4 separate regions of the Mus musculus genome follow, and regions 2, 3 and 4 are each linked to region 1. The links are chromatin contacts, called in public Hi-C, Micro-C and promoter capture Hi-C maps. All regions are on one chromosome and are shown on one strand. Each heading gives the region's core, a stretch centred on a gene start, on an enhancer-like site or on the middle of the called end of the contact. The rest is flanking DNA. Distances are from core to core; before and after follow the strand shown. Region 1 holds the start of Adamts5 (a disintegrin-like and metallopeptidase (reprolysin type) with thrombospondin type 1 motif, 5 (aggrecanase-2)). Region 2 holds the start of Usp16 (ubiquitin specific peptidase 16). Region 3 holds the start of Ltn1 (listerin E3 ubiquitin protein ligase 1). Region 4 has its middle 34 kb from the start of Gm38477.

Region 1 (5,775 bases), core at 2,454-4,953:
TTCTCTTTCTTCCCTTCTGTATCTGTATTTTCCAGGTTGGAGTCCCAAGTACCTATTGATCTTTTTGGCTTCATTTCTGAACTGTGAATTCTTTACAAACATCAGTCGTGACTTATCCACCTTCACAGGTCCCCAGAGAGTCTCACAAAGCCTTTCACACCTTGATATGTATTTTCATAAGCTGCATAGGTTTTAAGAGGTGTTGTAAATTGGATATAATTAAGAGTTAGGAGATTTTCGTTTGGGGAGAGTGTGTCACTAGTAGTTGCCTTGGATGGAAGCATCAGCTTGTGACAGACCACTAGATGGTGGATGCCTCACACAATTCCTGAAGCAGTAAGTCTGAGCTATACAGCTTTGGCTCATGGCACATCGCACTAACACCTATCTGGATTTGTGGATGAAAGACACACACACACACACACACACACACAAGTTAATTTTTAAATGCCTTGGCTACCTCAAAGGCTGGACATTCCTAAACCTTCCCCTGCTACCCCAGACCTATAGGGGAAGTGTTGAGTGACCACCCACCTGAATTCTCACATGGCTGGTTGGCTCTCTCTTCTGCAGCTCCTGCGTCACATCCTGCTCCCCCCGCCCCCCAGTAATGGCAATTCTCTGTTCCTCTTTGTGTCTTAGCCAAGCAAGTCTAAAAGTCCCACCCCATCTCCCTTTGCCCAGCCATTAGCTGCTGGCATCTTTATTGATTGATCAAAAACCAACTGGGGACAAGGACCTTCAATGTTTGGAAACACAGATTCCTGATTAAATCAAATCATTAGAACTAATTCACAATAAATCCCCATGGTAACTTTGAACTTGTAGCATTCTACAGTAGAAAATCTTTATTTGAGGAAATGTAAAGTTTATAAACTGATTGTGGATCATGTATCCAATAAATGTATTAAAAATAATTCTTATTACCTATGTACAAAAATAGCTGTTAAAGCAAAAAGGTAATCAATGGCTCCAGCTAAACATGGTAGACAACGTAGTTTTTCTTCCTATTTCAAAGATAAAGACTGTTATTTTCACCTACTTCAATATGACTGTAAATTAATATGGAAACATTTCTGCTACAGAACATCTCAGATTGCACTGATTCACTGGTGCAGTGTCTTTGTTTCAATCAGTAACAAACTTTCTACAATGTTACAAGAACCTTCCATGAAAACTGAATACATAGCCAGGAAAACAAACAAACAAATAAACAAATAACAAAAACACACACACAAAAAAAACCACAAAAAAGCAAACAAACAAACAAACAAACAAACAAAAAAACCCTCCTTCAATAAAAATTTACTCATTGTATCTCAAGCTCTATCTGCTCCATCCCTGTGACAAGTACTTCCAATAAATACTTACTATTTTATGCTCACATTTTGAAACAAATCTGCCCTTAACATATTTCCAAACATTTGGTTATTTGGTCTGAATTCTAATGTCACTCATTTATCAGACATGAAGGCATGAGATTTAGATTGAGTCCCTTTTGGAAAGCAACATTTTATTTTTCAGAGATAAAAAAGGTGTCAGGGAGGACAAAGTCATTGGGGAATCCTTTAACCTTCTTCATAAGGAACCTGATCAGAAATGAAAAGAATTGCAGTTAATAGCCTTACCCCAGGGTCACCTGAAATACTTGTTTTGTAAAAGATCCTTTGAGACACAGATGAGTAAGTTTCGTGTTTCAAATATAGTTTGTTTTGGAGCCTTTGATCCCAAACACTGAAATACTGTGCATTTTTTTTCCTCCTGGAGGTGCTATAAAAGAAATAAAGTTTTATCTTGGTTATTTAGCAATTGCTGTGGCAAAAAATAACATGATTAGGACAAAATAAAATAATAAAAATTAAAAATGTCTTTTGAGCTTACAGTTTCAGAGGGTTTGAGTCCATGATGGCAGGACCAGTTGAGAGCTCACATCTTGATTCCCCTGAGTGATGCACCTCCTCTAAAAAAGCCGCGCCTCCGAATTCTTCCTAAACTTTCCCGCCAACTGGAGACCTCATATGACCTTATTGGGGCCATTCTTACTCTGACCACTACTACACAAATAGGTACCAGGTAATCTTCCCTGGAGTGACTTGGGTCATCACAAAGCTGAAGGTTGCTGGGAGACAGAGAAGATTGCTGGTGCCTCCATTCTCTGCCTTTACTACCTGCCCATTGCCTTGTAATATTAACTACTGGAAACCTACCTGAGCATCTTGAGAATCGAAACACAAGTGCTTTCAGCAGCATCCTCCTTCTATGTCCCGATATATTTCAGGATCCATTCAGGCTCTCTCGGACTCCTCCACCCGTCCACCCCACACACACCTTGTTCTCTCTCAAATCCATGCCCTCTTTTACTTTAACTGTTGTTTGGCCTTCTCCAGTCTTGGCCCTCGTGGTACCTTCCGTGAGAATGTATCATCTGAAAAAGCTATGTAAGTGTGCCTGCTCTCCTCTGAAGGAGTGGAGTTAAAAGGGATGGAGATGTGTAAATTATCCCGGGGTGTGTGCAGAGACCAGTACTGGACCCTGGCACAGGTCAACTTGCTGTGAGAAAGTCACTAGGGTTTCCTTTCACCTTCTTAGAATTGATAATTAGAGGAAACAAAGGATGGAGGAACTGAGTAGCAGGGGCCATGCCACCTGCCTACTAATAACCACCAATCACCTCCCCTCAAGTATTCTTCCCTGGGATATGAGCTTTGAAAATGAGAGGGCTGACAGTGAGTGGCTGACTTATAAGAAGAGTAGCAAGTAAACAAACAAAGGAGTGTTTGCCAGAAAGTGTGAGCACAAATGTAAAAGTCTGGGGTGGGGGTGCAGATTCCCCTTCAAGAGTTAACTCTTTCCCACCCTGACATCCTACAGCTCAGAGTTCCAGTGGCTGGGATAAGTGACAGATTGTGGGCACTGACCAACTATGCCCTGGAAAAAAAGCTGGGAGTACCGCCATTTATACACAAAGCCAAGGACTTCCCAGGCCGCAGCCGGCCCTGTTGGGGTCACCGCAGTGCTGCATGCCCAGAGACGCGCCAGGAAGCACCGGTGGCTGCCTGGCTGCTCAGCTGATGGCCGGGAGAAGTTAGTCACCCCTAGCCCGAAGTCAGCAAGTGTTGGAACGTGAACAAGCTAGGAGATGAGGAGGCTGGAAATCAGCTACCGGGACCGACTGGAGAGAACCAGGGAAAAGAGAGAGGGACTTGGGGTTGCACAGGCGGCTGCCCTGACCAGTGAAGTTACCAGGTCTACAAGGCCAGAGCGCACTGGCCGGCAAAATGAAGCAAGAACTTCATATCCCGCTCAAGAACAGCAAGGGGAAGGAGGCAGAGAGAGACTTTAAAAACACACCAAAACACCCCTTCAGGAGATGAGGTAAGCCGAGGTTAGCCAACCCCGATTGGTTGTGAAATACCACACAGAACCGGAGTTGCTGTGGCTTTAAATGAGGCCAAGAGAATTTTCTTGTTTTCTGCCCAAATACTTTTTCTCTCTCAATCTCTTTCTCACCCTTACTCCCTCCTTTGTCCCTCCTTCCACCTTGCTAGGTTCTGGCCCCTTCCTCCTTCCCGGTCTGCCTTTCCTCGATCACCCTCCTCCTCTCGCTGCTCCCTCCCCCATCAGATTAGGCGCGGACCGGGAAGGGTGGGAGTGGTGGGGGAAGCTCTCCCTTTAAGAGGCAGCGTGCAGTGACGAATTGTTGAAATTGCCATTGCAGGATGGCACGCCGCTATAAATTCATTGTCCCACCTCCTCGCATCTTCACAGCGCCTGAGCCGCTCTCCGCGCCCGTAGCAGCCGACTGGGGATGATCCCGGGCGGGAGGACGCGGCAACGGAAGGGACCGGGACGCGCCGCCTCGCTGGCTCTCCGCAGGCCGCCTCCTAGCTTTTGATTTTAAACATTTTTAGGTGTTTCCTTTGCTTGCTTTCTTTCCTTTTCTTTTCTCCCGTCTCATTTCTCCCTGCCTTCGGGTTCCAGCGGAGCCGAGGAAGCCCTGAGAATAAGAAAGGAAGTGGGTCGGAGCTTGGAAGCTTTGCAGCCCGCCAGCCCCGGGCTTCGAGGGGGCGGGAGCGGACGCGCACCAGTTGCGGGCCAGCGCGGTCGCCCTTCTTACTCTCTTAGCTCGTTTGTTTTGATCTGTTTGTGCAAAGATCTTGTCTGCGTTGGGCCTCTCTCCTTTTTTGTATTTGGTTGCTCTCCACCTCTTGGCTTTTACTCCCACCAACACCACCCTTTATTTAATTTTTTTTCTTTTATTTTATTTAAAATTTTTCTTCCTCCGTCTCTTGGACCTCCATTCCAAACATTTTCCAAACCAACAAAGAAAAAGTTCTCACAGTGGCACCGGTGCCAGGCCAGGCTGGCTCTCTGCTGCGGATTCCCCCTACCCTTTCCTGGACACTTGACTCAACCTTGCACGCCAGTGTGTAGAGTGTGCGGCTGTGGGTGGGTGGGTGGGAGGGCGAGCCCCCCACCCCCGCCCCTGAAACTTCTATAGCAAATAGCAAGCATCCAGCTAGACTCAGTCGCGCAGCCCCTCCCGGCGGGCAGCGCACTATGCGGCTCGAGTGGGCGCCCTTGTTGCTGCTACTGCTGCTGCTGAGCGCGTCCTGCCTGTCCCTGGCCGCTGACAGCCCCGCCGCGGCACCTGCCCAGGATAAAACCAGGCAGCCTCAGGCTGCAGCAGCGGCCGCCGAGCCGGACCAGCCGCAGGGGGAGGAAACACGGGAGCGAGGCCATTTACAACCCTTGGCCGGGCAGCGCAGGAGCGGCGGGCTGGTCCAGAATATAGACCAACTCTACTCTGGCGGTGGCAAAGTGGGCTACCTTGTCTACGCGGGCGGCCGGAGGTTCCTGCTGGACCTGGAGAGAGATGACACAGTGGGTGCTGCTGGTAGCATCGTTACTGCAGGAGGAGGGCTGAGCGCATCCTCTGGCCACCGGGGTCACTGTTTCTACAGAGGCACCGTGGACGGCAGCCCTCGATCCCTAGCTGTCTTTGACCTCTGCGGGGGTCTCGATGGCTTCTTTGCAGTCAAGCATGCGCGCTACACTCTAAAGCCACTCCTGCGTGGGTCCTGGGCAGAGTATGAACGAATTTATGGGGATGGATCTTCCCGCATCCTGCATGTCTACAACCGCGAGGGCTTTAGCTTCGAGGCCCTGCCGCCACGCGCCAGTTGCGAGACTCCTGCATCCCCATCTGGGCCCCAAGAGAGCCCCTCGGTGCACAGTAGATCTAGGAGACGCTCAGCGCTGGCCCCGCAGCTGCTGGACCACTCAGCTTTCTCGCCATCTGGGAACGCGGGACCTCAGACTTGGTGGAGGCGTAGGCGCCGTTCCATCTCCAGGGCCCGCCAGGTGGAGCTCCTCTTGGTGGCTGACTCGTCCATGGCCAGGATGTATGGGCGGGGCCTGCAGCATTACCTGCTGACCCTGGCCTCCATCGCCAACAGGCTGTACAGTCATGCAAGCATTGAGAACCACATCCGCCTGGCGGTGGTGAAGGTGGTGGTGCTGACGGACAAGGACACGAGTCTGGAGGTGAGCAAGAATGCGGCCACGACCCTCAAGAACTTTTGCAAATGGCAGCACCAACATAACCAGCTAGGGGATGATCACGAAGAGCACTACGATGCAGCCATCCTGTTCACCCGAGAGGTAGGTACAGAAGGTGGGTGCCCAGCCCTGGGATACAAAGACTGGTGGAAGGGCAGGTCTTGCTAGTGGCTCTGCTTCTCCCATAAAGGACTTGTCACTCAATAGAGATTT
Region 2 (5,775 bases), core at 2,301-4,800, 1.6 Mb before region 1:
ATACTTTATAACTCGGTAGCCTGGCGGTGGTGGCGCACACCTTTAATCCCAGCACTTGGGAGGCAGAGGCAGGCAGATTTCTGAGTTCAAGGCCAGCCTGGTCTACAAAGTGAGTTCCAGGACAGCCAGGGCTACACGGAGAAACCCTGTCTCAAAAAACAGAAAACAGAAAACAAAAAATAAAAAACAAAACAAAAAAAAATACTTTATAACTCAAAAGTACCCCTGGGATACACCATCACTCTTCTAATACGAACTCTTAAGTACGCAGAATAGACAGTTTCATCCTGTTTTCAAACAGTCAGGAAGTGACAAAGTTAGGATGTTGGCTACAAGTGTAAAAGTCAAGGTCCCCCACCTTCTTCCATTCCTGCTGATGCTTCTGTGCCCAACACTAACAGGCATTCCACTCTTCACCACAAAATTAGATATCATTCTACAATCCATCAGCTAGCAAAGTTTAAAGGTTTGCAAGAAATTTTAAAAATAGACAGACAAAAGTACACAATTCTCTTTACTAGTCTGCCTTCTAGATATGAACAAAGAATCGACTTGCCTATGTCACCCACAAACCCCCATTTGGTAGTCTATGGCTAATCTAACTACACATTAAATCTTTGCCTGTTTGGTTGAATTTTGAAAATTTAAAAGTATCAAGAGAATTACAAGTACTTACAAGTCTAATCTTTAAACATTTATTTTGAGAATCTCTATTTTACATGCTTCAGAGTAACTTGACAGAGAAACCCTGTCCCCCCCCCCCCCAAAAAAAATGTTTGTGCAAATGGAAAATAGTATCTGGAGGAAATACTTCACTTAATTCTTGTTTTTACAGGTGCTCTACCATTAAACTACACTCCAGTGTAGTCAATCTAATTAATCTTAAAAATTAAGATTAATTCTAATCTTAATTGTTGTCATCTTTCTGGCATAAAGTCTTGCAAGTAACCCTTCAGCTCTTGGTGGGGTGGTGCTGAGGATAGGCAGGACGTCTCTATAAAACCACGAGCCAAGGGCAGCAATTATCTTTTTACATTTTCATTCATCCTTTTGTCCTCCTCAATGCTGGATACTAAATCAAGACCTTGTATATACTGGATGAAATGCTAGGGAAACACTGTACTAAGCCAGTGTGGAACCCTTCCTTTACCAAGGATCATTTAAAACATTGTTTAAAAAAGAAAAAATGGTAGCCGGGCGTGGTGGCGCACTCCTTTAATCCCAGCACTGGGGAGGCAGAAGCAGGTGGATTTCTGAGTTCGAAGCCAGCCTGGTCTACAGAGTGAGTTCCAGGACAGCCAGGGATATAGAAAAAAAACAAAACAAAACAAAACAAAAACAAAAACAAAAAAAAAATGGTGAGGGCTGTATAAAATGGTCCTCTTTTGGGGGGGGGGGAAGAGTATCCATCTTCTTCTCTCCAAGCTAACCTCCTCTAAACTGTGCCACATTAGTGCAAGATTCATCTTCAGATAGCTCAGTATGTAGAGTGCTTGCCTGCTGTGCACAAAGCCCTGGCTCACTCCTCAGCACACACAGAGCCAGGTAGAGCGGACCCCACAGCCCTACGCTCAGAAGCTTCAGCGGAGGGAATCCAGAACTCAAGGCCATCCTCAACTACTATACACTGAGCTTGCGGCCAGCCTGGGGTAGCCAAGACCTTGCAATGAACAAAGAGGAGCACAGAGTACAGAGGGCTGGATAAAATGGTCCTCTTTTAGGGGGAAAAAAAAAAAAGAGTATCCAACTTCTTCTCTCCAAGCTAACCTCCTCTAAACTGTGCCACATTAGTGCAAGATTCATCTTCAGATAGCGTCATTTGTATATCACTCTAATGAACCTATTAAACAGCCAAAACATCCAAGTTTATACTCTAGAACTTGTCCCCTTCAACCTGGCCCCAACGTACTAGCAATCCTGACTCATAACTCATCAACAAAAACAATTAACGAGACAGTTCCAAAACCATCATGTTTGATTTTCACGATCATCTTTTAAATGAAGATACTCACTAAAGAAAGAAATTTAAAAACAAAACCACTCTAGTCCCGGCTGACCTAACCCTCCAGAGATCCAACTACCTCTGCCTCCCACAATGCTGGGATTAAAGGCGTGTGCCAACATCACCACCAGGTTTTAATGAAGATTTAAGAAAACCTGCATTAGCCGCGTTGAAGGCCAGCCTGGTCTATGGAGCGAGTTCCAAGACAGCCAAAGCTGTACAAGAAGACCTTGTCTCGAAGAACAAAGCAAACACACAGAGAGGGACAGAGAGGAAAAAGATATGTACTATCCTGTATCTGTTTCTCTACCACAGTAAACTGCTTTTCAAATCTATAATCTGAACAATTTCTCTCTCCTTTCCTCCCTCTCCCCCTCCCCCTCCCACCCTACCCCCACCCTCCTCTGAAATCCGAAGCCTTAGGAGAAAGAACTGGTTCTGGGCAGAATTTCTATCTTGCCTATAGCATACTGTGAGTACATAGTAGGTCCTCAAGAAAAACTTCCTCCGCTAATGGCGCACACCTTTAATCCCAGCACCGCAAAAGTAGGCAGTTACAAAGCTCCAGGCCAGCTACAGCGAGGTGGTCAGATGGACGGACGGACGGACGGACGGACAGAGGGACAGAGAGATGAGATGAGATGAGATGAGAGAGAATATTACCTGAGAAGGCACAACTTCAGGTGTAAAAGAAAAAGGCGGACATGCGGACATTAATTAAATCATAAGCCTTCAGTTGTGGAGACAGAGCTAGAAGATCTGGTTTAAGGACTGCAGCTTCCCTTGAGACAGCAGAGGGAAACTTGAAAGACAAACTTTTAATTAGGGCAACCAAACCCATGACTGAAGTGTCAGTCGATGCTACTGAAGGAGCTACAGTAAACTTCTGACAGCTGTGAAGGTCACTGCTGCGCCGTGGGAACGGCGTCTATAAAACAGTAATGCTCGGTCCCGCAGCGTCCAGGGGAGTTTTCAGACGAGAATTGCCACCTTGGTCCAACTACTCGCTCGCGGCTCCCTCCCTTGGCTGAAATCACAACTCCTGCTGTCAGCCTCCTATCCAGCCGGCTGCTTTCCTTTTCTGCCCTCCCGGTCCTCCTCTGCCTTCGCTAAGCCATCATCACCACCAAGGCAATGTCGGAAAGCCCCTGTCAGCAGGTCTCTCTACAACGTGGCTCTCCAGTTTCGACGTAGGCTGTCACCCGGAGGTGGCAGCGCCAGCCGCGCTTACAACGCACACGGTGTCACCGGGCGCTCCCCGGAGCTCGCACGCCAGCCGCCCGCCCAGCCACCCTTCCCGTCGCCCGCCGGCCCTACCGACTGCTCGGCGCCCACCGGGCCGGCCCTGGAGCCGACAGCACCCGCAGTAGATGAGGATGAGGCCGAGGCAGGGCGGGAGTGTGGCGGCGGCGGGGGTGGCCGGTACTCACCCGGGGCGACGGCGCCCATAACTGCCTCCCGCGACGGGCCCGGAGCCGGCCGCCAGCTCCGCTTCCTCCAGGTGACGCAGAGAGAGCGACGCGGTGGAACCAGCCACCCTCCCGGAGAGGCAACTTCCGGAACGCGGCATTGTGGGAAATGGCTCGGCCTCCCTTGGGGTGGGTGCGTGGGAGGCCCGCCACGTGTTCACTGCAGTGTTAACTGTGGAGTAATTTAAATCCTCCTAGGGAGTGGATGACGGGTCCTGGCCCTTGGCTTGGAAAGTCCTTCATGGCTACCTCTCTTAAATACGTTATTTCTGCAGGATGGCCAAGAGAGCGACGTAATTACACACGTCTCTCCTTTCCCCTAATCCTGTCCCACTCGCTTATAAATGTGAGTGTTCTTTCTTCCAACCCCAGCCTTCACCTTGCTGACCTTGTCCAAACTGACAGGAATTAAAGGGGAATGTTACAGTGTAAAGTCCTGAAGATTTGAGTTGCGGTTGGTTGACGAGAAACAGTAACTACACACTCTGTGCCGAGTCTTTTGTAGCACCCGTTAAGCGGACCTCAGCGGAGACAGTAATCACAGAAAACTACCTGTGCGTGTTAGTAGCAAAATAGGCAGAAGTAAGCAACACGGTAAAAGAACAGTTGATGGTGTGTGCGAGGGGATGCCATAAAGAAACCACTTGAAACTGCCGCTCAGTTAGGGGGAAGGTTTTTATTGTGAATAAGAGAAAAACTACTCAAAGGCATCGGGAAGAGTCCAGTGCAGAGAGAGGAAGGCCAGGGCTAGGGAAGCAAGAGAGTGGGAAAGAAGAGTGGATGGACATAGCACGATTGAAAAAAAAAAAAAGTAGCCAGAAGAGTCGGGGGCAAGGAAGGGGCAAAGAGAACGGGAATCAGGACCCAGATGAGAGAAGGTCCTGCGGGCTAGGGTGAAGGCTTTGAGATGTGTACTTGTGAACCGGGACTGAGGGAGCCTAGAGGCCAGTTCTAGACTTATCTAGACCTATCATAGGCAACCGCGAGTGTATATTAATGGAGAATCATGTCCCTTCTGTCAGAGGCAAGGGACATGAGTCCTTTTGGGGAGAAAACAAACCCTCAAGGTTCCTCAAACCTCAAAGATCCCGAGGAATGTTGGCTTTTTATCTAACCACCCGAAATCCTTCCATAGTCCAGCTTGAGCTCATTTCTAGATATATGGCCTTCTAAAAGATTGCAAATGAAATATTCAAACTTACTAGTTGTCAGATAAAACTATGTTGAAATAGTAGCATAAAACTGGAAAATTGGCCAGTATAATTTTTTTTAATTAATCACTCTATTGGTTTATATCTCAAATGATATCCCAGTTCCCAGTTACCCCTCCACCAACTTCTCATCCCACATGTGCCCTCCCCACTCCACTCTGCCTATATGAGGGTGCTCCCCCACCCACCCACACTCTCCAGCCCCACCTCTCTGGCATCCTTGTATGCTGGGGCTCAAACCTCCCTGGGACAAAGGGCTTCCCCTCCCATTGCTGTCAGGCAAGGGCATCCTCTGCTACCTATATGTTTGGAGCCATGGATCCCTCCAGGTACTCTCCTTAGTTGGTGGTCTAGACTCTGGGAAAACTGGGTAGTCAGGCCAGCCTATGTTTGCAATCCCCTGCTGCTCCAGCCCTTCTGCCAGCCCCTTACCACCACTAGGTTCCCTCAGCTCCGTGTGATGGTTGGCTCCAAGCATTCACATCTGCATTTGTCAGCTGCTGGCGGGATCTCCCAAGGAACCACCATACTAGGTTCCTGTCAACAAGAGCCTCTTGACCACCTCAAGTGTTGGGTTTGGTGTCTGAGGACATGATGGATCCCCAGGTGGGGCAGTCCCTGGTTTGCCCTTCCTTCAGTTTCTGTTCCATTTTTGTCCCTGTTCTTCCTTTGGACAGGAACATTTCTGAATTAAAATTTTTGAGATGAGTGGGTGGCCCCATCCGTGGACCAGGGTTCATGCTTACCCACTGGAGGTGGTCTCAACAGGTTCTATCTCCACCTTCTCTACGAATTTTGGCTAAAGTCATTCCCATTGAGTCCTGGGAGGTCCCTGGTGCCTGGGACCCTCCAGTGGCTATCCCCAGTTCCCCATCCACCCTGCTACATATTTTTATTTGATTTCCTGACCCTCTGTAACTCTCTTATATCTCCTCCAGTTTCTGACACTGTTCCCCCTTATTTCCTCCCCCTCCTCTTTCCCTCCCAGTTTCCCCTCTCCCTCTATTTCCTGTCCCCATCCCCCTCAATGCAGGACTGAAGTATCCACACCCTGGTCTTCCTTCCTTCTAAGCTCCACTTAGAGCTTAGAAGT
Region 3 (5,775 bases), core at 1,494-3,993, 1.5 Mb before region 1:
AAATGGAGATTACTTGTGAGCATTAGCAAAGCCAGCAATCTTACTTCTCTCCTCAGTTTCTGAGACGTTCCTTAACTAGTTCAAGGGTCAGCAGTTTGTACAGTTATAAAATATTGGCAGCAGTCGCTGAGTTTGTAGCTTACTGGAAGAGTGCTTGCCTGGCATGCACAAGGCGTTGGGTTCTGTCCTCAGTACCACGTATACCAGGCAGGGAGGTACACCAGTAATCTTGGCCCTTTGAAGGCAGAAAGGATAAGATCCAGAGTTCAGTGCCACCTTTGGCTACAAGCCAAGACAGAAGCCAGCCTGAGATTCACGTGACACTCTCCCCAAAATAAATGATTATTAAAATCAAAAGTCCCATTCTAATGGAAGATAGTAATGGTGACCATCAGTGCGTGTTCAGGTGTAATGAGAACCATTTGAGGAAAGTAAGCCCCTGTGAGAGTATCTCCGTGCTTACAGGAACACACACTGGCAAGTAATCCTTTGTTGTTTGGTTTTTGAGACAGGATATCACTATATAGCCTTGGCCGGTGTAGAACACTTTATGCAGACCAGGCTGGTCTCCAATTCACAGAGATCTGAATTCTGCCTCCCATGTCCTGGGGTTAATGCGTGTGCCCTCACTACCAACTCTGATAAGTCTGTCTTACAGATTCTAGCTCACTTCTGTACAAAATATGTTTTGAAATTTTCTACTCTGAAAAACTATGTTTCAGACTCAGAAAACTAAACTGGAAGAGGATTTTAATTCGTCATCGAGAAGACATTCCTCTTGACGGTACAGCCGGCGGAATGGAAGGACAGCGGAAATTTCCCATTCTTGAAGAAAAGGCCTTCAGTGTCCACGGAGCCAGAGGAAACCACATGGACTTTGGCCAGCTGTATCAGTTCTTAAATGCCAGGGGATGTGGGGATGTTTTCCAGATGTTCTTTGGTGTAGAAGGACAGTGACTGAGCAGAGGGGAAGTCAGACCTGTTGGCTCACTGTTCCTCTGTTGATCATTTCTTCCTGTTTTTCCTTGAAATTCAATTTCAGCTCCATTCTAGGATGTACTAGGGTTGGGGTCACAAGAAGAAAATTAATATGGCTGAAATGTATCAGTTAAAACTTGCCATGCCTGAGAGAAAAACTGGGTTTCGACTTGTAAGCTTTAAATTACTAAGTGAGAAGGGTGGAGAAATGACTCAGAAGTTAAGAGCATATGCTGCTAGTGCCAAGGACCTAAGTTCAGTTCCCAGCACCCCTGGCAGGGAGCTCATAACTACCTATATGTCTTTACTTCAGGGCATTTGATGTACTCTGTCCTCCAAGGGTGCATGCATGAACATAAACATGTAAATATATTTGGGGTATCAGATCCCCTGGAGCTGGAGTTACAGGAGGTTGTGAGGTACCCGGTGTGGGTGCTGGGAGCCAAACTTGGGTCCTCTGCAAGAGCAGTGCACCCTTTTAACCTCTGAGCCATCTCTACAGCTTGGTGGAAATTTCTTGACGTGAGCTGGATCTGAAGGCACATGCTTATAATCCCAGCACTTGGGAAGTAGAGGCAGGAGGATGGGAAGTTGAAGGCCAGCTGGGCTACACGAGGCTCTGTCTCATGAAACTTGAAAGACAAATTATATGTGAAGGTAATTTTGATGGTTCGACTTGCTAGGGATTTCCCACACTCTTCTGCCTTCACTAGGAACCTGGAAAAGCTGCCTGTTCACCCTCCTGGCCTCTCTTGCAGCTGCATTGGGCTGTAGGTTACAGTGCAGGATTTCTGGGGATGAATTTGCCTCTCTTCTCTTTCTGCCATGGCCCCTGAAGTGATGGCAAGAGAAAGGGCCAAGCTATCTCAGAGATGTCATTGTACAAGACACCTTGCCACATGCGGACCCAATGTTAATCCCAGCCTGTCTCCAGACCTTTGAAATAAAATGAAATTTTAAACAATCTGTGCTTGTTATCAGTAGTCAGAAGTTTGAAACTACCCTGTCTTTTAAAGTACAAACAGTATAAAGCCTTCCTCATTGGTGTTTGTGGTTCATTTCAAATTGCATGTGTTTAGATTTGGCCCCTATCTGGCCTTGCATCGCTGAAGACTGGGGCATGAGTAGAGCTCAAATGGTTTCTTGTTGTTTCTTTAAGACAGTGTCTCATGCCTATGTGACCTGATGATTCTTTTTTCTTTTTATTTCCTATTTCGAGATAGATTTTCATATATCCCAGGCTGCCCTTGAACTTTAAGTGTGCAAAGCTGACCTTAAATTTGTGATTCTCCTCTTCTCTGTGTCTTCAGTGCTGGTATTGGGAGGGTGTGCCAGCAGACCTGGTTTGCTCAATGTAGGGAATCAAACTCAGCCTTCAGGAATGCCAGGAAAGCACTCTACCAAGTTAGTCGCCCCAACTCCTCTGCTTTTATTATTTCATTTTATTTTTAAAGATTTATTTTATTTATATGAGTACACTGTAGCTTTCTTCAGACACACCAGAAAAGGGCGTCAGATCCCATTGCAGATGGTTGTGAGCTACCATGTGGTTGCTGGGAATCGAACTCAGGACCTCTGGAAGAGCAAATTCCTACACACTAGGAAGGAAATCTCTCCACTACAAATATCTCGGACAGGTTTGGCGCCACGGGCTCAACGCTGGTTTCTTATTGGTCAGCAGTGACGCCACTCAGGCAGGCGTGGCCTTCTTTGTTACGTTTCAGGCAGCGGATGGTCAGAGTCCTGACAGGGAGGCGGGAGCGGAAGTAGGAAGCCGAAAGGCTGGGAGGGCGAGGGGGAAGTGGCTACAGTGAATCCCCTTCCGGCGCGAGGGACCGGAAGTTGTGGCCCGCCCGTGTCAACTTCGGCTCTGCAGACTGAGAGCCGGGCTGCCACCGCCACCATGGGCGGGAAGAACAAGCAGCGGACTAAGGGGAACCTCAGGGTGAGTCCTGTGGTGATGGTAGCCCCGCGGCCTGCGGCCCGGGTGTCCAGAGGGCCGTGAGGGAAGAGTGTGACCTCCCGGTGTGTGCGTCCCCGCGGGTGGACAAGTCGAGGAGTTGGGACCCAAACGACGTTTCACGCCGGATCTGGGAAACGGAGCGCGCCCAGGGAGGGAGGTGTCATCGGGAAACGGTGACAGTGAGCACCCGGGCGGCCCTCGTGGGTGGCCGAGCTTGTGTAGGAGCTGTGGGAGGGAAGAAGCAAGCGTGGGCTTCACTCGCTCAGTCCCTCCTTGCCAAGGCCCGAGCCCGTCGGTGGTATGCCCGGTGTCAGGTCGGTGTCACCCGTTGGGTCTCTGGTCTCAAGCTTACCTCGCTTTTCCTGCTTCACTCTGGCCACCCTGAACTTGCCACGAACTTGGCTGGCCTGGCAGGCTTCGGATGGCCATATGTTAGGTGGCTCTAGATACCTTAATGCATCCTGTATAGCCCTGGCTGTCCTGGAACTCATTCTGTAGACCAGGCTGGCCTGGAACTCAGAAATTCTCCTGCCTCTGCCTCCCAAGTGCTGGGATTAAAAGCGTGTGCCACCACCACCTGGCGCTTTGAAAGTATCTTAAAGGCAGGTGTTTCTCTGCAGCCTTTATCCTGATGGATCACACACACATACACACACACACACACACACACACACACACACACAGTTCGCTTTTATAGACCTGTTCCACCATTTTTTTTTTAGATTTATTTATTTATTATATGTGAGTACACTGTAGCTGTCTTCAGACACCCCGGAAGAGGGAGTTAAATTTTGTTACAGATGGTTGTGAGCCATCATGTGGTTGCTGAGATTTGAACTCTGGACCTTTGGAAGAACAGTCAGTGCTCTTAACCACTGAGCCATCCTTCCAGTCCCTCATCTCTTAATTTATAAATTTTGCTGACCCTTAGGAGAGTTGATCTCAGTATTTAACACCCAAGTTCTCTACCTTATGTATTCTAAAAACAGTGTCATTCTTCATATAACATGTGAAACTTTAACCATGGTGGAGTACACAAATATAACATGTAGACTTACAATTTGTATTTCTACTAACTTTTATAGATTTAATTCTGTTTTTATTTTATTTTGATTTTGGTTTATCAAGGCAGTTTCTCTTTGTAGCTCACCTGTCCTGGAAGTCGTTCACAGATGTGCCTGCCTCTGTCTCTACAGTGCTGGGATTAAAGGCATGCACCACCAGGACTGACTTAAAGTTGTTTTTAGATAATAACATTTTCAAAGCATTTATGACTCAGTCAAGTATCACTTGTTCCCTTTGGCAGGGAATACATTAAAAGACACATAAAAACAACTTATACTTTGAAGTCTTTTGATTTAGACAGTTTTCCATTTCATACATCCTAAATGAGCGTGTTTTTTATGTCATAATGACCAGGAAGAGTTGGCCATTGGTTGGCTTTGTTTAGTCTCATCTAATTGTTTCCTTCTATTGATTCCAGCTAAGCCATTTTTGACCATGCTTTGTATGATAACATTTTCAGTATATCATTCCAGAAGTGTACAATACTTTTTTTTCCCCTTTAAGACAGTGTTTCTCTGTTCTGGAACTAGCCAGCTCTGTAGACCAGGGTGCCTTCCCCCCCTTTATTATTCTTTTTTGTTTTGTTTTGTTTTTGTTTTATTTTTTCCTTTCTCAGTGGCATTTGCTTAGTGTTGAGCATTGTAAAGTTATCTTTTTCCATTGGATAATAAGAAATATGTGGTGTTGCAGTCTGTGGTTAGACATACTTACCCCTAAAGATTTTCACACCCTGCTGGGATTAAATTCTTCCTGCAGTACTTCAGAGTTACTGTTGGTATCGCAAATGACAAAGAGTGAAATGATTGCTCTTACCTCATTTGAAGGGTGATCTAACTGAAGTTTAGAGAAGTTTACTTGCTTAAATTTGTGTAGCCTGGAAGCTTCAGAGTTGGGGCTTGAAGTTTAGTTTTTAAAATGTTACGTCATAGGGGGCGCGCTGAGAGGACGCCTTTCAGGAGTCCATTCTCCTTTCCCTTTTTGTGGGTTTCCGGGATGGAAGTCCAGATTGTCTGACAGCTTGCATAGCAAGCGATTTATCCTCGGAACCATCTTGCTGGGCCTGGACTTGAACTTAAAAGTAGCATTTGTTCAATAGAAAATAGTGCTGGGAGCCATATATATTTGTAGATTTTAGTAGATACATGTCTTTTTTGTTGTTTTGACTTTTTGTTTTGAGATGGGATTTTACAATGTGGGATAGCCTGGTCTGCGACTTCTTGTGTAGCCTAGGCTGGCCTCACACTTGTGATCTTCTTGTTCCAGGCTCCTTAGTGCTGAGGTTACAGGGCTGTACCACTAACATGGCTAACTGCTCTTTCCTTTGTTTTGAAACTGGGTCTCATATGTATCATTCAGGCTGGACTTGATCTAATTATGTAGCTGAGCCTGACTCTGACATCCTGATTCTCACACCAACCCTCCCAGTGCTGGGATTGTGGGATTACAGTTTTGTACCACCACACAGCTAGCTTCTGCTTGCTATTCTTGAAGTATCTGTTTAATGATAGGCACAGATTTCTAAGAAAATATTATGGCGTATGAAACAATTAGGAAATAGGTATGAATGTATGAGTGGAAAGACTGAAAGAACAGAAGAGAGTGCTGATTGGTCTGAGGGAGAAGCGCATTGCAAACACTACTGTCTTGAAGGATAGAAGTTTGTCAGGCATTGAGAAGGAAGGAAGGGCCCTCAGATGGAGAGAAAAGATTATGTGAAGGCTAAATTATGAGAGAGCATATATTATACATAGGAAATTTTGAGCAGGATC
Region 4 (5,775 bases), core at 1,289-3,788, 1.2 Mb before region 1:
CCAGGAGCCAGGGAATGCTGTCATTTGTGCTGAACTGGGTGGGGATGCTAAGCAAGACTGGGCAAGTAACCTGCTGGAGAGTTCTTCCCTGCCCACCTAGCCCTTCCCCTGGGTAACATTCCTTCTCAGAACCACCTCACCTGGCAGAGTCCTGCACAGAGCTGCTCCCTTCCCTGAGGTGATGGGATGGGAATGGGCCAACGTAAGCCAAGTGGGTACTGTTCTAGGGTCTTCTCCACCCCCATCCCCCATGGAGAGTGGCTGGCTGACTTCTATCAGAGGAACTTTCCTGCCCAGGTGTGTCCCTCAGGCTCATGAGGAGAAGACAAGGCATACAGTGTACCCAGAAATTGATGATGTTTGCTTTTGGCAAGAAAATCTGTTTTTGCCTACTGTCAGATTTCTCCATCTCTTAGAAATTCCTAAGAGTGGTCTAGCAACCATTTGTTTGTACAAGGAAACCTACCACCTAGTTTCTTTTATGCTTTGTCAGTCAAATTGACACTTTAAAGTTTTAGGCATGACTTAAGCTACCTTCAAAGTGAGGCGAGCTTGGGAATTAAGCCTTTTCGAAGAAAGGTTACTCACCAGAGTCAATAGCTAAGCCATGAAAGTGGAGGAAAATGAAGCCAGGCCTTTGCATTCCCTATGGGAACATTTTTCAGCATTACTGAACAGGGAACTGGACCCAGGCTAATGTTCTTCCTGTTAACTCAGACTAACAAAAATGTATACTTTCTACTAAAAGCAACTTCTCTGTTCAGATTCATTTATGTTGTAGAATACTCACTTAACTTTCTTAAGAATTTATAATTTTAAATGTGCGAATTAATAAAGGTATATTCTAAGGTGGGATATTCAATACTGCCTGCCTTTATGACCTTATGAAAATATACTTTTATTGTATGTCCTGAAATGCCTTACTTTAAATTGTGGTTTATTTTGAATCAAGTTTACTAGAGCATAATTTGTAGGAAAAAAAAATCGCCAGACTCATGGCGACATATACGTGAGTTAAAATGTTATTAAACCATTTTATTAACTTTTCTCATTGTTGTGACAAAATACCTTTGAAAAGCAACTCAGGATGGGTGTGCTTTTCCTGCCACCCAGTTTAAAGTTCAGGACTCAGCCCAAGGAATGGAACTGTCTGTTGAAGGTGGGTCTTCTCATCTGAAGCAATCTAGTCTGGACACTCTCTCCCAGGCTATTCCAAGAGCTTTTCTTCCTGTTGATTCTAGATCCTGTGAAACTGACAGTCACTATTATGTACACACAGTGATGAGGAAAGCATGAGATGTTCAAACATAGTCAAAAGAAACCACAAGAATATATAATTCCTATGTACTTTAAACATATATACATATTCATATATTTATATAACCATTTGTTATAACCAGATTACCAGATTCCCCAAATGAATGTTATGAAATAACACAGAATTGGATAATATACTGTCACAATTCGGTGCCATACAACGATGTATAACCAGAGTTACTTATAATTAGGGAATCAAGACTAATACCAACAAAATGCATTATGTTGATATGGGTAAGAATCATTCACGTGACTGTTGACTTTCTATTGCTTGATCTTATCACCTACTGAATTTAAGGTATCCCTATCCCAGTTACTGAAAGCATGATCAAGAGTCATAGTTCAGTGGAACCAGAGCCCATGAAGGCAACGAATTCACTGAGCAGAATCTTGGACAATGATTCACTATAATCCTGCATTTAGGGACAAGTGCATCTGACATCTTCTGGATGCTATCCAAGAAGGAGGCATAAACAGTTAAACATTTTTACACCTCTGTTAGGAGTGATGTCATGTCCAGACCTAAGCTGCATTGACTGTGGGAGTAGTCAAATACAATTTCTGTCCTGTAATGATTAATCTTCAGTTTCAAATTGGTTAAATTCAGAAGCATCTAGAGTGTATATAATTGGGCATATCTATGAGAGAATGTCTGGAGAGTTAGTCAAAGGGAGAGGAAGACTTACCCTGAATACAGGCAGCACCATCCCAGAGGGTGGGGTCCTGGATGGATAAAGAAGGGAAGCTGTGCTCCAGCATTCTGCTTCCTGACATCACTAAATTGGAGCATGCAGCTGCCAACATTTGGTACCACAGTCAAAAGCCTCTCTCGCACCCACGCTTCTCTACCATGGTGCTGTGTAACCTCAAATCGGGATCTAGAGCACAGCCTTCCCTTCAGCTACTTTTTGTTTAGTATTTGGCCACAGCAACAAGGAAAGTAACAAATGCACGTTCTTTACTGTTCTCCACAAGCGCCCTCAGCCTAAAGGTTTTCTTATCAAGGAGATTAAGAGCAGTGTCTGCTTACAACTGAGTAAGGAGTTCAGAACCCCGGCAGATCACAACTTAAACAAGTTATCTACGCTCTTCCTCTGGAACTTGATGCTGTCTTATCTGCTTACACTGTAATGTCTGCCTTCCACAGCCCCTGGTGGGTCACTGTGCTCTTGAGTGTGAAGGTAGCTCCTCTGTGACCCCTGTGGCCTGCAATGTCCATCTCCCAGGCTATAAACATGTGTGACTAACAAGGACTGCCAATCTCTTCTGTTCAGGGTCAATTGCCAGGTGATGAAGTCATCCCCACAAGCAGAGTGGTGGTGTGGAGAGCTGAGGCAGAGCAAAGTAGGAATATATCTGATAGTGAACAGACCAAGGCATAGCAGAAGGATTAGGGAGATTTATGTGATCAGCTGAAAGAGAATTTATGTGTGTATATTAGAACCAAAGGTCGGAGTTTAGACTTTTGACTGAACAAAAGTCTTCCTTATAATGGAAGAGCGTAAGGAGTGTGAAAGATACTGACTGCTTAGAGAGAAGCAGGGGAGATAAATTGGCAGCAATGACTGCCAAGTTTAGGAGTTTAGGGTTATCCTAAAAGCAAGAAGAGGAATTAAATGTGTAAGATATGATATTGTGCTTGAAATGTTTCTTGCTTTTAACAGATGGTGAAGGGTATTGTGATTACAGTTTTTGAGGTAATTAGGGAGCTACTGATATGGCATATAAATAAAACATCTTCTCCAAGAATCTTTCATCTAGAGATGGACAGAAAAAAGGTGATTCAGGAAACCTTAATGAACTAGGATTTAGAAGGTATGTAGGCCAAATTCCCAGATACAGCAAACAAGAGTACAGGGTGCCCTGTTACCTTTGTATTTCAGATAGGCAATAAGTATGCTCTCTATCTATCTATCTATCTATCTATCTATCTATCTATCTATCTATCTATCTATCTGCCTCTCTTTCTTTTTTTCTTTTTAGTATAAATTTATTCCATGGAATATTTGGAACACGTTATAACTCTTATGTTTTCATTTAGGATTATTAATTAACTTTAATAAGTCTACTTTGCTTAACGGAAATTCAAATAAGTCCCAGTGACCTAAATGGTACCTGGCAACCCTGGTTGCTGAGGAACTTAGAAGAGGAGAACCTGGTGGTAAAAAGGGTCCACCCTGAGGAGTAAGGTCCCACGATAGGTCTGTCATGAAAGGGAGCATATCAAGCAGGGTGAGAGGTCAGAACCCTCTGACCATGGCTTGTTTTGGTGCCCAGAGACAAGAGTTTGACTCATCATGTCCTCTCCTTATGGTTGCACGCAGCAGTGTTTTTAATTATCAGGGCTGCTCTGCTTCTCACTGGGGCAGGGTTTCCTAATTTTCAAGAGCAAGGAGATTCTGAAAATTAACCTCTAGGTAATGGATCAAAGAATGCACTGGGAAGAATCACAGAACAAAATGTAAGAGTCAGTGTCTAAGACAATAGAAGGAGTTCTGGAAAGTTTGATTGTTGTTCCCATGTTCTCTATGGAATGGAAGGAGTTACAGAGACAAAGTTTGGAGCTAAGATGAAAGGATGGACCATACATAGACTACTCCACCCGGGGATCCATCCCATAATCAGCCACCAAACCCAGACACTATTGCATATGCCAGCAAGATTTTGCTGAAATGACCCTGATATAGCTATCTCAAGTGAGGCTATGCCGATGCCTGGCAAATACAGAAGTGGATGCTCAGAGTCATCTATAGGATAGAACACAGGGCTCTCAATAGAGGAGCTAGAGAAAGTACCCAAGAAAAGGGGTCTGCAACCCTATAGGTGGAACAACAATATGAACTAACCAGTACCCCTAGAGCTCATGTCTCTAGCTGCATATGTAGCAGAAGATGGCCTAGTTGGCCATCATTGGGGAGAGAGGCCCTTTGGTCTTACAAACTTTATATGCCCCAGTACAGGTGAATGCCAGGGCCAAGAAGTGGGAGTGGGTGGGTAGGGGAGCAGGGTGGGGGGGATGGTATAGGGAACTTTCGGGATAACATTTGAAATGTAAATAAAGAAAATATCTAAAAAAAAAAAGTCAATAGAAGGAAGCCTTAGAGTGCACGTGCACCATCATAAGGTAGGCAACAACGTCCTAAGTAACATACAAAAGGAAAAGAGCATACAAGAAAAGTAGTTTTAATTTATAAACCAATTTATCAAAGATGTTGCTAAAAGACAAAACAATAATCCATAAATTTAGCAAAGTATTAAAATATATCTACTCACAAAGGTCTTAAGATATTTTTTTACTTAGTATAAAATATTTTTTATTGAATATTTTCTTTATTTACATTTCAAATGTTATCCCCTTTCCCGGTTTTCCCTCCAGAAACCCCCTATCTCATCCTCACTCCCCCTGCTTCTATGAGGGTGTTCACCCACCCACTCCTGCCTCCCCACCCTGCCATTCCCCTACACTGGGGCATAGAACCTTCACAGGACCAAGGTCCTCTCCTCTCATTGATGACCGACATGGTTATCCTCTGCTACATATGTGACTGGAGCCATGGGTCCCTCTATGTGTACTCTTTGGTTAGTGGTTTAGTTCCTGGGAGCTATGGGGGGGTCTGGTTGGTTCATATTGTTGTTCCTCTTATAGAGTTGCAACTCCCTTTAGCTCCTTCAGTCCTTTCTCCTCTATTGGGAACCCCATGCTCAGTCCAATGGTTGGGTGCGAGCATCTGCCTCTATATTTGTCAGGCTCAGGCAGAGCCTCTCAGGAGACAGCCATATCCAAACTCCAAAAACCAATAATAAGTATAAACCAATTTCAGAGTGTAGAAACGTAAAGATATTTCACAACAGAAAACACGTGACTAACCAGTAGGCTTATGGGAACGTGATCAAGGCCGTCTGCAGTTGGAAAAAGCACCTCCTCCTGAATTTTCCTGTGGGCTTACTCAGTAGGATGGATAACATTTCAAAGACTGAGAGGACAAAAGCTGGAGATGTGGGACACCTAAACCTCATATATGCTGGGCAGAGAGGCAAAGCAACTGTGCAACAGTTGGGCAATCCTTGATAAAATAAAAAAAAAGTCACAGGTCTTTTGCACATATGTCACAACTCCCAATCTGTTTTTTAATTCTTTTTATGTGTTTATTTCCACTGTCTTGAAATTTTAATTTCTTTATTTTTATTTTGTTGTTTGCATTTTTTAAAAATTGCCTTTTTTTTTTTTTAACAGCAAGGAGGAAGTTTTGGAGCTAGATGGCTGGAAAGGCGGAGGACCTTGGGGGAAACGGTGATAAGAGTACATTCTATAATTGCTTTTATTAATTAAGCTATTTATTTAATTTATATCCTGATACAGCTTCCCCTCCCTCTTCTTCCTAGTCCCCCCCTCCTCCATCCCCTCCCCTTTTCCACCTCTCTTCCCTCTCTTTCAGGAGAGAGAAGCCCTCCAATGGG

The links. Promoter capture Hi-C pulls out the DNA fragments that hold promoters and counts their contacts. A called contact is a pair of places that touch in the nucleus more often than the background predicts.
Region 2: a contact with region 1 is called in a Micro-C map of embryonic stem cells, with 5 times the contacts expected there. The contact joins the promoter of Usp16 here to the promoter of Adamts5 in region 1. A contact is called at or near these places in 1 of 39 promoter capture datasets (hippocampal neurons) and 1 of 484 Hi-C or Micro-C datasets (embryonic stem cells).
Region 3: a promoter capture Hi-C map of embryonic stem cells shows a contact between it and region 1, with 3 times the contacts expected there. The contact joins the promoter of Ltn1 here to the promoter of Adamts5 in region 1. A contact is called at or near these places in 3 of 39 promoter capture datasets (cranial neural crest, embryonic stem cells and hippocampal neurons) and 1 of 115 datasets of contacts at active chromatin or transcription factors (astrocytes).
Region 4: a contact with region 1 is called in a Hi-C map of uterus, with 2.7 times the contacts expected there. The contact joins the enhancer-like site here to the promoter of Adamts5 in region 1. A contact is called at or near these places in 2 of 484 Hi-C or Micro-C datasets (bone marrow-derived macrophages and uterus), 1 of 115 datasets of contacts at active chromatin or transcription factors (fibro-adipogenic progenitors) and 2 of 9 other capture datasets (adipose tissue and embryonic stem cells).

What each region holds. Positions count from the first base shown.
Region 1 is chr16:85,899,053-85,904,827 of GRCm38.p6, reverse strand. Adamts5 (a disintegrin-like and metallopeptidase (reprolysin type) with thrombospondin type 1 motif, 5 (aggrecanase-2)) reads left to right here and starts at 3,703. Exons shown (of 8, transcript NM_011782.2): 1 at 3,703-5,664. The coding sequence starts at 4,561. It overlaps Gm46558 (a long non-coding RNA gene), which reads right to left and starts at 5,028. Exons shown (of 3, transcript XR_001781962.2): 1 at 4,831-5,028; 2 at 1-3,997.
Region 2 is chr16:87,452,760-87,458,534 of GRCm38.p6, reverse strand. It overlaps Usp16 (ubiquitin specific peptidase 16), which reads right to left and starts at 3,550. Exons shown (of 18, transcript NM_024258.2): 1 at 3,433-3,550.
Region 3 is chr16:87,429,574-87,435,348 of GRCm38.p6, reverse strand. It overlaps Ltn1 (listerin E3 ubiquitin protein ligase 1), which reads left to right and starts at 2,743. Exons shown (of 30, transcript NM_001081068.1): 1 at 2,743-2,923. The coding sequence starts at 2,882. Rwdd2b (RWD domain containing 2B) reads left to right here. Exons shown (of 5, transcript NM_016924.2): 5 at 723-2,018. The coding sequence ends at 957.
Region 4 is chr16:87,080,519-87,086,293 of GRCm38.p6, reverse strand. No RefSeq gene overlaps it. Among named protein-coding and RNA genes, the nearest start is that of Gm38477, 34 kb to the right of the region's middle. Within about 2 kb of position 2,538, at least 8 of the 459 cell types and tissues checked have an H3K27ac peak or open chromatin away from gene starts, as enhancers often do. A contact at or near this core is called in uterus, where this site is marked.